3 separate regions of the Sus scrofa genome follow, and regions 1 and 3 are each linked to region 2. Evidence: chromatin contacts called from public HiChIP or PLAC-seq data. All regions are on one chromosome and are shown on one strand. The core of a region is the stretch at or near the end of the contact, and the rest is flanking DNA. Distances in the headings are between cores, read along the strand shown.

The links. HiChIP or PLAC-seq counts read pairs in DNA pulled down with a chosen protein or histone mark.
Region 1: a contact with region 2 is called in an H3K27ac HiChIP or PLAC-seq map of alveolar macrophages. The contact joins the promoter of CA12 here to the promoter of APH1B in region 2. A contact is called at or near these places in 7 of 47 Hi-C or Micro-C datasets (alveolar macrophages, blood, liver and 4 more) and 2 of 2 datasets of contacts at active chromatin or transcription factors (alveolar macrophages and skeletal muscle).
Region 3: an H3K27ac HiChIP or PLAC-seq map of alveolar macrophages shows a contact between it and region 2. The contact joins the promoter of RAB8B here to the promoter of APH1B in region 2. A contact is called at or near these places in 8 of 47 Hi-C or Micro-C datasets (alveolar macrophages, blood, heart right ventricle and 3 more) and 2 of 2 datasets of contacts at active chromatin or transcription factors (alveolar macrophages and skeletal muscle).

Annotation. Positions count from the first base shown.
Region 1 is chr1:108,647,872-108,651,439 of Sscrofa11.1, forward strand. It overlaps CA12 (carbonic anhydrase 12), which reads left to right and starts at 1,406. Exons shown (of 10, transcript XM_021094165.1): 1 at 1,406-1,626. The coding sequence starts at 1,542. The region is part of intron 5 of APH1B (gamma-secretase subunit APH-1B); the gene reads right to left. LOC110260967 (a long non-coding RNA gene) reads right to left here and starts at 1,416. Exons shown (of 2, transcript XR_002344615.1): 1 at 1,283-1,416.
Region 2 is chr1:108,761,346-108,764,677 of Sscrofa11.1, forward strand. APH1B (gamma-secretase subunit APH-1B) reads right to left here and starts at 1,934. Exons shown (of 7, transcript XM_021094173.1): 1 at 1,668-1,934; 2 at 247-417. The coding sequence starts at 1,780.
Region 3 is chr1:108,838,088-108,841,916 of Sscrofa11.1, forward strand. RAB8B (ras-related protein Rab-8B) reads right to left here and starts at 2,135. Exons shown (of 8, transcript XM_001929029.7): 1 at 1,913-2,135. The coding sequence starts at 2,036.

The DNA of each region.
Region 1 (3,568 bases), core at 156-2,655, 110 kb before region 2:
TGGGTGGCACGTGCTTCCTGGAGGCTTTCAAGCAGAAAAGCTGATCTATTCCTCCAAAACTACAGACAAAAGTGGCTTCACTGGTCACTGAGGCCAGCCTGAGAGGCCACTTAAGGGTCAGCACAGACCTGAGAGAGGTGAGGCTGGTCAGGTCGCCATGGCCAAGAGGAGAGAGCAAGATGGTCCAGGTCACCAAACCAGGGTTCATGTACCAGGGCTGGGGTTGGGCAGCCTTCAGCAGACCATGTGATCTGTAGGCAGCAGGGAGCCGAGAGAACAGGCAGGGTCACAGAGCAGGAAGGAGACAGAGCCCACAAGGGGAGCAGGGCAGACAGGTTCTGAAGGCCCAAGGAAGCCAGAAGCACGGTAGTGGGAAGAGCAGGCAGCAGTAACAGCAGCAGGAAGATTTAGTGAGTGCTGGGGGCAGCAGTGTGTTAAGACCTTTGAGGTAACAACTGAACATGGACTAAATACAGAGGGGATTAGAACCACTGGTATAGGGTGTAAATACATCTTTACATCCAGTCCTATAAGAAATACAAAAGAATACAGATGTGTGAGGAAAGTGGGCAGAAATGAGCAACAGGTGATGCTAATATTCCCTGGAAACAGAACTCAGACTCTGATCTAAACCAAGATGCAAAATGCCTGGTACAGAGCCTTACACCAACTAAGGTGCTCAATATTCAATGTAAGTCCTTTTCATCCACTGCTACCCCAGAGAAGCCCCCTACCCCAGCTTCCTAGAGAACGGATTGATAGTACGAACTATTATGAGCCTTGTCGACTTATCTCTTATGAGAGGAAAGTCTAACCGCTTAGTAAAGTTCTTCTAGTTATTTATTCTATTTATCTATATTTCTATTTCACTGTGATATTGACCCATTAATTTCTTTGCGTTAAATTTCGGGGGTAAGATCTTAGAAGGACGCGCTGTAGAGTCCGCAGAAATTCTGAATTTGAATGCAGCCCCCTCCCCCGCGCAGCTGCCTCGTCCAGTCCCCTAAGATGTGCCCAGTCCAGGTAGGCACACGACTGGGACCCAGAAAGAGGCTCTTGTCCAGATGGCCTTGTACCTAGGGGGCTTCTCAGTAAGGACAGTGAAAGACCAAGGCCGTGGCGTCCCTACACGCATCCTCCCGGATGGGGCTGAGGCAGGCGGATCTCTCCCACTCCTGCCCGCGGCTTCTACCGAGAACTGGGTTCCCAGGTCAGCCCCGGCCGGAGGAGCGCGGTGCCGCTGCCCGGTGCGGGAGCCGCTGAAGTCAGGGTTACAACTCACCTTGGAACTGGGGCACCAGACCTCCTGTAGGCAGGGCGTTCTCCCCCCTACCGGATGACATCATGTGTTTGGGGCTGGGTCGCTCCATAAAAGCAGCCGGCGGGGAGCCAGGAGCCCAAAGAACAGACGTGCTCTGCAGGGCGCCCGGGCCGTGCGCACGAGGTTCCCGTGCGAGCCCCGCCGACCCCAGAGCCCGAGACGGAGAGTGAGGAGCCCAGCCGCCGGCAGCCCGCGTCTGGCCCCGAGAAGCCGCCTGAAGATGCCCCACCGCAACCTACACGCGGCTGCCGTCCTCCTGCTCCTGGTCTTAAAGGAACAGCCTTCCAGCCCAGCCCCACTCAACGGTAAAGTTCCTGCCTCTTTTTTTGCTAACAATCTCGAGCGCCAAGTCACACCTGAAAAGATTTCCCACAGGGCTTTTTAATAATAAAGTAAAACTATTTGCGGGGAGCCGGGAAGGACCTGCATGGCCTCAAATAGCACGTTTTTTACAAGGGATGCTTCGTTTTCCTTTGGAATGGAGGATCAACTCTGGTTTGGGGGGCGCGGGGTGGGGGGGGGCACGTTCCTGTGTTCTCGGAGCACACCCCCCCCCCCGGCCCCCGCAGCTCTGGAGAGGTGGCTTTGGGAATTTGCTAAGTGGGGAGGAGAAGGAGAACCAGGATTTAAAATATTGTGCCCCCGCGCTGATCCACGTGCAGATGGTGAAGTGACTGGGGGATTCTGAGCCGCTTCTTTACCAGGGTGGGTTTGCCCAGAGGTGGGTGCTATTCTTTGGAGAAGAGACTCTTTACCATTAAGTTTTACCTCCAAGTCAAAGGGGTGATGCATCCTATCTGTAATCATTGTTTTCTTCCAGAAGGGCTCTACTATTCTGAAGGTCCACGTGTGTGTACGTGCAGTCAGGCGAGCATACACGCCTTATTTCTGAGTGTAATTAGGGCTTTTAATCCTGAAGGGCTGGAGGCTGGTGGTGCCCAGCCAGTAGCAGGAGGGGGTGGAGGGGCCTCAGGTCTGGGTGGTGAGTTGCAGGTGAGGAGCCAAGGTCAAGGCTTTTCCCTGCCTCTCCACAGTTGGGTGAGTGCTTTTCTGGGGGAGTAGATGGTGACTTGTGGAAACTTAGAGTGATGGATGGTGGCTCCTGACCTTGACAGAGTTTGCCCCAAGTTGTAAGGACATTTGTAGGTGTGACCATTCCTGGACTCAGGCTAGGTTGAAACATTTATAAAAGGGCCCCAAATGACTAGTTTGGCTGAAAATTCATCCTCCCAGGCTGGGGCCCCTCCCCTCAGCCCTCTCCTCTTGGAGGATATGGTGCCCAGGGGTTGGGGGTGGGGAGGAGGGGGTAGGGGGTGAGGAGCTAGGGGCAGGCTGCAGGGGGAGCCCGGCTGTGTAGGCAGCTTTGCTGTCCCTCTTAATTCACTTGGAGCCCACCCACCTGGCATGATATGTTTGGTAGTATCTCCCTCCTCTAGCTGGGAGAAATAGACAGTAGGTGGGAGAAAGGAGTTACAGAAATGTGGAAATTAATTTTTAAAACTGCGAACTTTAGCATGTATTCCCTTTTCACTAGAAACCTCCCTTTTAGCTCCAAGAGGAGATTGGGGGGGGGGGTGAGCAGAAAATCCCCTCTGCTTCCATTGCTCCCCCCCTCCCCCTCCTCCTTGCCCTTCTCTTGGGCTTTGGGAACTTTGTAATTTAAAAAAAATAAAATAAAAAAAAATAAAACTGCTTTCATCCCCCACTGAGTAGCCAGCCTGCTTACTCCTTGATTCTAAGAACACAGCTTTTATTCTGTTACTCCTCAGGCAGTTTTCTTGAATTTTTAATTGCCTCAGGTTACAAGGTCAAAAGCAAAAATCACTGAGGTGTAGAGTATCAGCAGTAACCCCAGGTTCAGGGTGGGGGTGGGGTTAAGCTGGGCCCTGGAGTGAGCATGTGGTCTGCCCTTTGCCTGGAGCACTTAAACATCCAGCTGTTGGCATTGGTGAACTTCAGGGTTAGGGAGGAAGGGAGCATAGTAGGGTGAAGTCAAAACATCTTCCAGAAACAACCTTGGAATTCTTAGTTGCTGTAGGGCAACATTTCAATGAATTCTGCGGCACCTGCTTTACCTAAACCTGATGTAGAGAGCTGGGCAGTCTTGGGCTGCCCGGATGAATGTTGGTTACTCTGAGAAGATTCTAACACCCAGGAAAGGAAGCAGGCAGGACCCTGAACACCTGACCTGGATCTTTGGAAATAGCATTTCCTCTGCAAGCACCCAGGACACTCTCCCTCACTAGT
Region 2 (3,332 bases), core at 684-3,183:
AGCTCCAATTCGACCTCCATCCTGGGAACCTCCATAAGCCGAGAGTATGACCCTAAAAAGCAAAAAAAAAATAAATAAATAAAATAAAATACTCAATATTTTCAGCCTGGAAATTTATAATCCCTTGGCTTCAAACTATGTTGGAAGACATGGACCCTCAAATACAACAGTATATTAATGTTTCAAATTACCAAATCATAATGCAAATAAAACTGTGGAGGGGGGTAAAGCAGACATTTAACTTACTTTAAAAGTTTATAATATGCAAACCGGAATGTTTCTTGGATAAGGACTGAGACCAACACTCCAAAGATCAGCAGATATTTCTGGACTCGTTCATCTTTGTTATCAGTAATGGTTGTTGCCATGAACCAAACTAGGGAGGAAAGCAGCAGAGACACCAACCAGAAGAAGGCTCTGAAAATTGGGGGGAAAAAATTACAAGTGAACAGGATTAATAATGATTTAAATGCAGAAAAAATCTTGCTTGAAAAGGAATGGATTTCCTGACCAAGAAAATGTTCATGAAGTGATGTTCTGAATCAACTGTTCTTAATCAATGGTGCAGTTTCCCTGGTGAAATCAACATGAAGTCCAAGAGGAATTTGAGATTTTTTTTTCCCTAAAAATCACTTTTTCAGTGACTCTGTTATTTCTAAGTACTGCTGCAGACTATCTGCCAAGTGCTGTCTGGCTGGAAACTTGGTTATTTGCTCCACTTCCTTATTAAAGCTTTGCCCACTGATGTGCAAACAAATGTCTGCATCTCTATTAACAGAGTGACTGGCTGGCTTTAAAATCGAGGTTGAAAACCTATGCTCTGATCTAGATCAGTTTTCCAGGCCTGGTTTCTACAACATTCCTGTGGATTTTAATGATTATAACAAGGGTTACAGAACTTTTACCCAAATCACTATTGTTTTTTAAATGACACTTGTGATGAGGCACTTTCAAGAAGGTCAGAAAAGGTGGCAATCACTGGTATCGCCTGGCCAAGCGACACTCTGGGGAGCCCAAGAGCTGCCAGACAGGTGAAAACGGAGATTATGACCACAATCGCTACGAGAGTTCGGTGTTGACCAAGCTCCTGCAGGGAGATGTACTACAGGTGCGGTGTTGTTTCCCCACGTTTCTACCCTTTGGCTGAACCGGGGAATCACCTGGGACGCTTTAAAAAATTCCGTAGTCCGAATCCCAGGCCCCTGACCTTCCGATTCAGTTAATAGAGGTAGGAGCTGAGCATCGCGGATATCTTAAAACACCTGACGCCCAGGTGCTTAAGGGTTCTTGCTTGGGATTACAAATGCCTGTTAGAATCTGAGGGAAACTAGGGACCTCCCCTCTCCAAATGAATAAAAGATGAATATTTGAACTTATCCACAATTTTTAATACAGTTTTAATGTATGACTTATTAAAGCACACCCGGGAGACAAGCGTAGGGGTTTTTCTGAGACCTACGGTGTGATGTGCTCTCCCTCTGAGCTCGCCCTCTGGGGTCGCAGGCGAAGAGTCCCAGGGGAGATGGGTCTCCGCTCTCCCCCTCCCAATCCTTCTCCCCTCCAAAGCCTATCGAGGTCAAGTCGTTTGGAGGGAACGCCAAGTACTGCCGGTACCCCAGCGGGGGAGGGGAACCCCGGGTCTGGGTTTCCTGGCGCAACCACCTTACCCAATGATGAGGAGGATGATGCGCAACGGCTCGGTGGCGATGGTGAAGACGTAGAGGGCGAGAGCAGGCCCGAAGGCAATGAAAGCGCAGCCGAAGAACACGGCCGCCGTCATGGCGACAGCAAAAGCCGACCCGGGGGCCGGGCGGGGACTTGGGGGCGCTGAGCGCTGATAGAGCTGAGCGCGGGGTGAGGGCGGGGCAGGAGAGCGGCTGCAAGCAGGGCGCGGCGGAGGGACGGGAGGCGGGGCGTGGCCGTGAGCGGCGTTGGGGCGTGGCGCGTCGGAGGAACAGAAGGCGGGGCGAGGGCCCGGAGGCGGGGCGAAGCCGTGAGCGCCAGAGGGACCCCGGCGCCCGGGCTCGAGGCGCGCTTCACCTCCGGGCTGGCAGACCTGGAGGCAAAGCAGTTCCTGCTGTCTGCGCGGCTTTGTAGGACGAACTGTAGCGTCCCGACCCCCGCCCCGGCCACAAGTACACCATCCATCAGGCCCAGGATATTGGCCGCGAGATGGCTGAAAGAAGGGGGGGGTCTCCAAACTGCTTTGGTGCCAGGATAGGGGGAAATTCCAGATCAACTAAAGAAAAACTTCGCACAGCAGGTAGATAGGATCCCATTTCTAAACAGAGGAGTCTTTTTTAAAGCACATTTTGCCATCTGTAATGTTGGGGGAACTTCGTGCAACTGTGTACAAAACCCAAGCTTGGGATAGCGGTGACCCAGGCGCTAACCCTCAGGGTAAGAGCTTGTTTTGTTGAGCTGGTTTTATTTGTTCCTCGCTCCTGCCGTGTCTTAAAGGTGTTTTTTAAGGCATTCTCTGATCACCCTGTAATTACAGCAACATCTCCTTGCTTGGTTTTTACTTGCTCGCTTGCCTCCCCCATTAAAATGTAAACTTTTGGAAGGCAAGGTCTTTGTTTTGTTCTCCGTTGTTTCCACAGCACCTAGAAGATGCTCACTAAATAACTGTTCAATGAATGAAATAATTTTAAAAATGGAACTTACAAACATTTGCTACAGTAACAATTTCTGAAAGGTTTACAAAATAAAACCAGAAGGTTAATTTCCTTGGTCATTTTATCTAAGATTTATCTCCATGTCTAGTGGGGATAATAACAATAATAATTCATGGGTAGTTTTGAGGATTGCGCCACATGTTAAGTGCTATGCAAGTATCAGCCATTCCTACCCATCTTTAATGCCTATCCTGAATAAAGCTCTTGAAAATCAACACTGAAAAGACAAAAGCTGGGGCCCTGACTGAAGATGTTTTGTGGTCATCTCTGAAAATGGGCCTTCACATAATACAAGTATTTAATTTTTATGGTAAAATGTCAGCTTTGTTTGAAACAGACATATATATTTTCCTCTTACTCTACACAGTATTTCTTCATTTTGAAATGTTTTGACCAGCACCTACTAAGTAACTCAGGTTGAGACAACAGTTGAAAGTGATAGTGACTCTATCACATTATAAATCAACTAAACTTCCAAAAAACTTTAAAAAATGAAAAAATAAAGCTATTCATTAAAAAAAATTTTTTTAAATAAAGTGATAGTGACTCATCATTGGATAGATTCTTTTGGTTCTATCCTGAATCAAAGTTGTCAAATGCAATTACATTATTTCAGCTCCATACAGAAATGCCTTCATGAATGCCCAATGTACT
Region 3 (3,829 bases), core at 885-3,384, 77 kb after region 2:
AGCTGTCAGCCTACACCACAGCCACAGCAATATGGGATCTGAGTCGAGGGATCCTTAACCCACTGAGCAGCCAGGGATCGAACCCACATCCTCATGGATATTAGTTGGGTTCGTTTCTCCTGAGCCGTGACGGGAACTCCAATATTCTTATTTACAAATGATAAATTATCCTTAAAACATACAGATATGCAAATACACTCATTACCATAGCAGTAGCCCCCTAATAATTTCAGCAATTCATGGCAAAATATGCTGTAAGAATCATTTGAAAGATGCTTAACTGAGCTACCATTAGAAGCCACAAACAGGAGTTCCTGCAGTGGTTAACGAATCTGATTAGGAACCATGAGGTTGTGGGTTCAGTCCCTGCCCTTGCTCAGTGGGTTAAGGATCCGGCGTTGCCGTGAGCTGTGGTGTAGGTTGCAGACGCGGCTCGGATCCCGCGTTGCTGTGGCTCTGGCTGTGGCTCTGGCGTAGGCCGGTGGCTACAGCTCCGATTCAACCCCTAGCCTGGGAATCTCCATATGCCGAGGGAGCGGCCCAAGAAATAGCAAAAAAAATAAAAATAAAAAAAATAAAAAAAGAAGCCACAAACATCAACCAGACAACCAAGAGCTACCATTCTTAAGGAGCAGGTCACTTGAATAGGCAGAAAACCAGCTCTGATTTGCTCTTCTTCAGTTTACACTAAGTTAAGAGATCCTGTTACCTGAATACATCTTCGAAAAAGTAGGAAGGACAGCTCCTGGCCAAGACTGGAAAAATCAGAATCAACTGAAAGTAACTGGGGGGTATATGGCATGTTGTGATCCATTTAGCAAGTAATAACTAAAACCAAAGGAAAATGTACAGGGATGCAGATAGAACCTAAGATCAATTCCTCAGCTGAGAAGTTACTAAACCTTCAAGGCTAAGAATTTTGAAAATTGTCAAGTACAGCTTCTCAGGAGATAGTGAAGGAATGAACCAAATGTTCCTGACCACACCATTCCCAAAGTCACCAATTCTCTTAATGCTGATTTAACACTCACAGAATAATTTAAAACTCCATAGACAGTATCCCATTACTCGTCATTTTCTGCTCTTTCTCCTGCACTTTATCCAAAGAGAGAAAATGGTAACCAGTGCTCCCAGTTACTGGAGAAAGTCCTACTCTCCATTTCCTCACCCTTTCCCATCTCTGCTCCACTCAGCCTCTCTACTGTATATTCTGCTTCCCTTTTTCCTTTCTGTTTCACACTCAGCTCTCCTTTACTTTCTCCAACAAGTATCCTCATTCTATTCTGTCCTCTGGTGTCCTAAACTCTTCTCCTACCTGCAGTTTTCTTCTGCCCCTTCCCATGATATCTCTGACCAGATTTCTTGTAACCAGTGCCCCTCATCGCTCACCTCCTGATCACTCATTCCCCTGAATCCTGCTCGGATTCCCAGGTTCTCACCTCTCTTGTCCCTTGTGTCCTCTGTCCCTTTACTTCATGGACCTCCCATTCCCATTCCCCTAACCCTTCATTTCCCCCTTCACATTTCCTTCCTCCTTCCTGTCTTTCAATCCGTTTCACACCCACTACCCTTTATCTCTCTCCAGGAGGTTTCCTGTGTGCCCCCCCCACACACTTTGTCCCTCTAAGACGCCTCCCTGTCACACTCCCAACTCTCTCATTTCCCCAAATACCCCTAGTCCTGTTCCTCTGGTTCCCCTTCCCCTTCCTTTACCCCCAAGTTCCTCCCTTCAACCTCTCCCCCCACACACCAGCTCATGTCCCCGCCTGCCCCTTTCCCACGGACCTCGCCGCCCTGCCGTTCCCAGGGTCCCCTCCCTGGGGCTCCCGAGCCACCCCCCCGCACGCTCTCGGCCCCTCGCACCCGCCCCCCATTTCTCACTCCCCGTCCCCGGCCGCGTCCCCTCCCTCACCGATGGTGGAGATGAAGGTGGTGTTGAAGGCGTCCTCGGAAAAGCGGAATAGGAGGCAGGTCTTGCCCACGCCCGAGTCGCCGATCAGCAGCAGCTTGAACAGATAATCATACGTCTTCGCCATCTTCTCTCTCCGGCCCTCTGACCGGGGAGCGAAAGGAGCGGCAGAGAGAGGCGGGGAGGGTGCCGCGGGCCAGGGGGCGTGCCCGCTGAGCCACCGATCGCCCCGCCCCTCTCCCCGCCCCCTTCCTCGGAGACGGCCTGCGCGCCCCGCCCCTCGTGACCAATCCTCGGGGTTTTCGTCATCACCGCCGGTGCCCCCATGCTGTATGGGATCTGTAGTTCTTTGAGGAGCTACGGGCGTTCCCCCGGCAGGCTGTCCCCGGGCCCCCAGAGGATAAAAAGAAGATCCGTTCTGGGCGGGATGATTGGGGATTAGGCGTTTCCACTTGAGCTAAGATGTGAGGCCAGGTTTCCAACTCCGCAGGTCGCGCCACCGGAACTTAACTTCGTCTATTCTTTGTGTGCCAGCGCCTTTCAATTCCAGGACCTCGGAATCGGAGTCCTTCGGTTCCCTCATCTCTTCTACTGGGACCCAGAACTGAGATGCTTTCTCTCCTTCACGCTGCCGTGGCGCAGCCTGTGGATTATCTGCAGAGCGCCTTATCTGGCTTTTCCTGCAGTTCCTGCCCAGCACCACGTCTAAGCCCTCTCCTGCAGACCCTCAGTTATAGAGCTTGAAAAGAATGGTTGCCGTTCTAACTTGAACCCCACTCCTGTTCTCCTTACGCCTCCAGAGCAGAACCAAGTACAGTGGGTAATTTAGAGGATCTGCTGTGCATACCGCTTACCCCACTCCCCCACCACCCGCAGCAGGATGGACCAAAAAAAAAAAAAAAAAAAAATCGGGGAAATGAAATTTTTAAGGCTTCTGTTACAGGTCTTGCCCTATAAAATTGCAAGCATCGTGCAATAGAGGAACTACGAACATGAGAATCTAGAGGATAAGATTTGGATTTTGTCTTGTTTCAGCAGCTTACCAACACACAGGCTCTCTGCACCTCAGTTTTCTCATCTGAAAAAACAAGCTGTTTCATAGGGTTGTAGGAAAAAAATAAGTGAGGTACTGAATGTGAAAGCACTTTGAAATCCTCAAGGCATTGTAGAAATGTCGGTGATGATGGTTACCTTCTTCAGCCTTCTGTGGTTCTCTCTTAATGGATGACAAATGGAGGACAGCAGCCTTCTGTTATACCCAACTTAATCCTTTATTTACTGTCTTAGACTATTATTCTTTGTTTTGTGAATGTATGGGTCCAGGCCTCTCTCACTCACTAGTGGCAGAAACCCAACCCCTAATGAGGAGGGATTCTGCCTTTTGGCACAGGCTGAGCCTCCCTGCCCCTGCCAGTTCTTGAACACGTCTGTGAATCTGGCCTCAGCCAAGGCCGAAGAAATGTGGACAGCTCAGTACTATACCTTCCTCTTCGTTCTGGAAAAGAGGGGAGGAAAAAAAAAACCCTTCAAAGACCACGGGAATCTTCTTTCTTTTATAAAATATGTAGTGATTAAAATAACTTGTAGTTGCTCTAGCTACACACAATCATTGGCATTCTCTCTCTGTATGAATAAGAACCCACTGACTTGGGAATTCTTTTGTGCTAAAGCGGGTTAAGGATGTGGTGTTGTCACTGCAGCAGCTTGGGTAGCTGCAATGGCGTGGATTTAATCCCTGGCCTGGGAACTTTCATATGCCGTGGGCATGGCCAAAAAAATTTTTTAAAAGAACACACTGATGTGGCAAAGAACTGAAATTCATAAGAGAAGCTAGGGTTAGGAATTTTAAAGTCCCTAAGTTTCCTTAGGGGAATTTTGTTAATTGATGGAAATTTTAAAAAGTTTTTTTTAGTCTTGTTT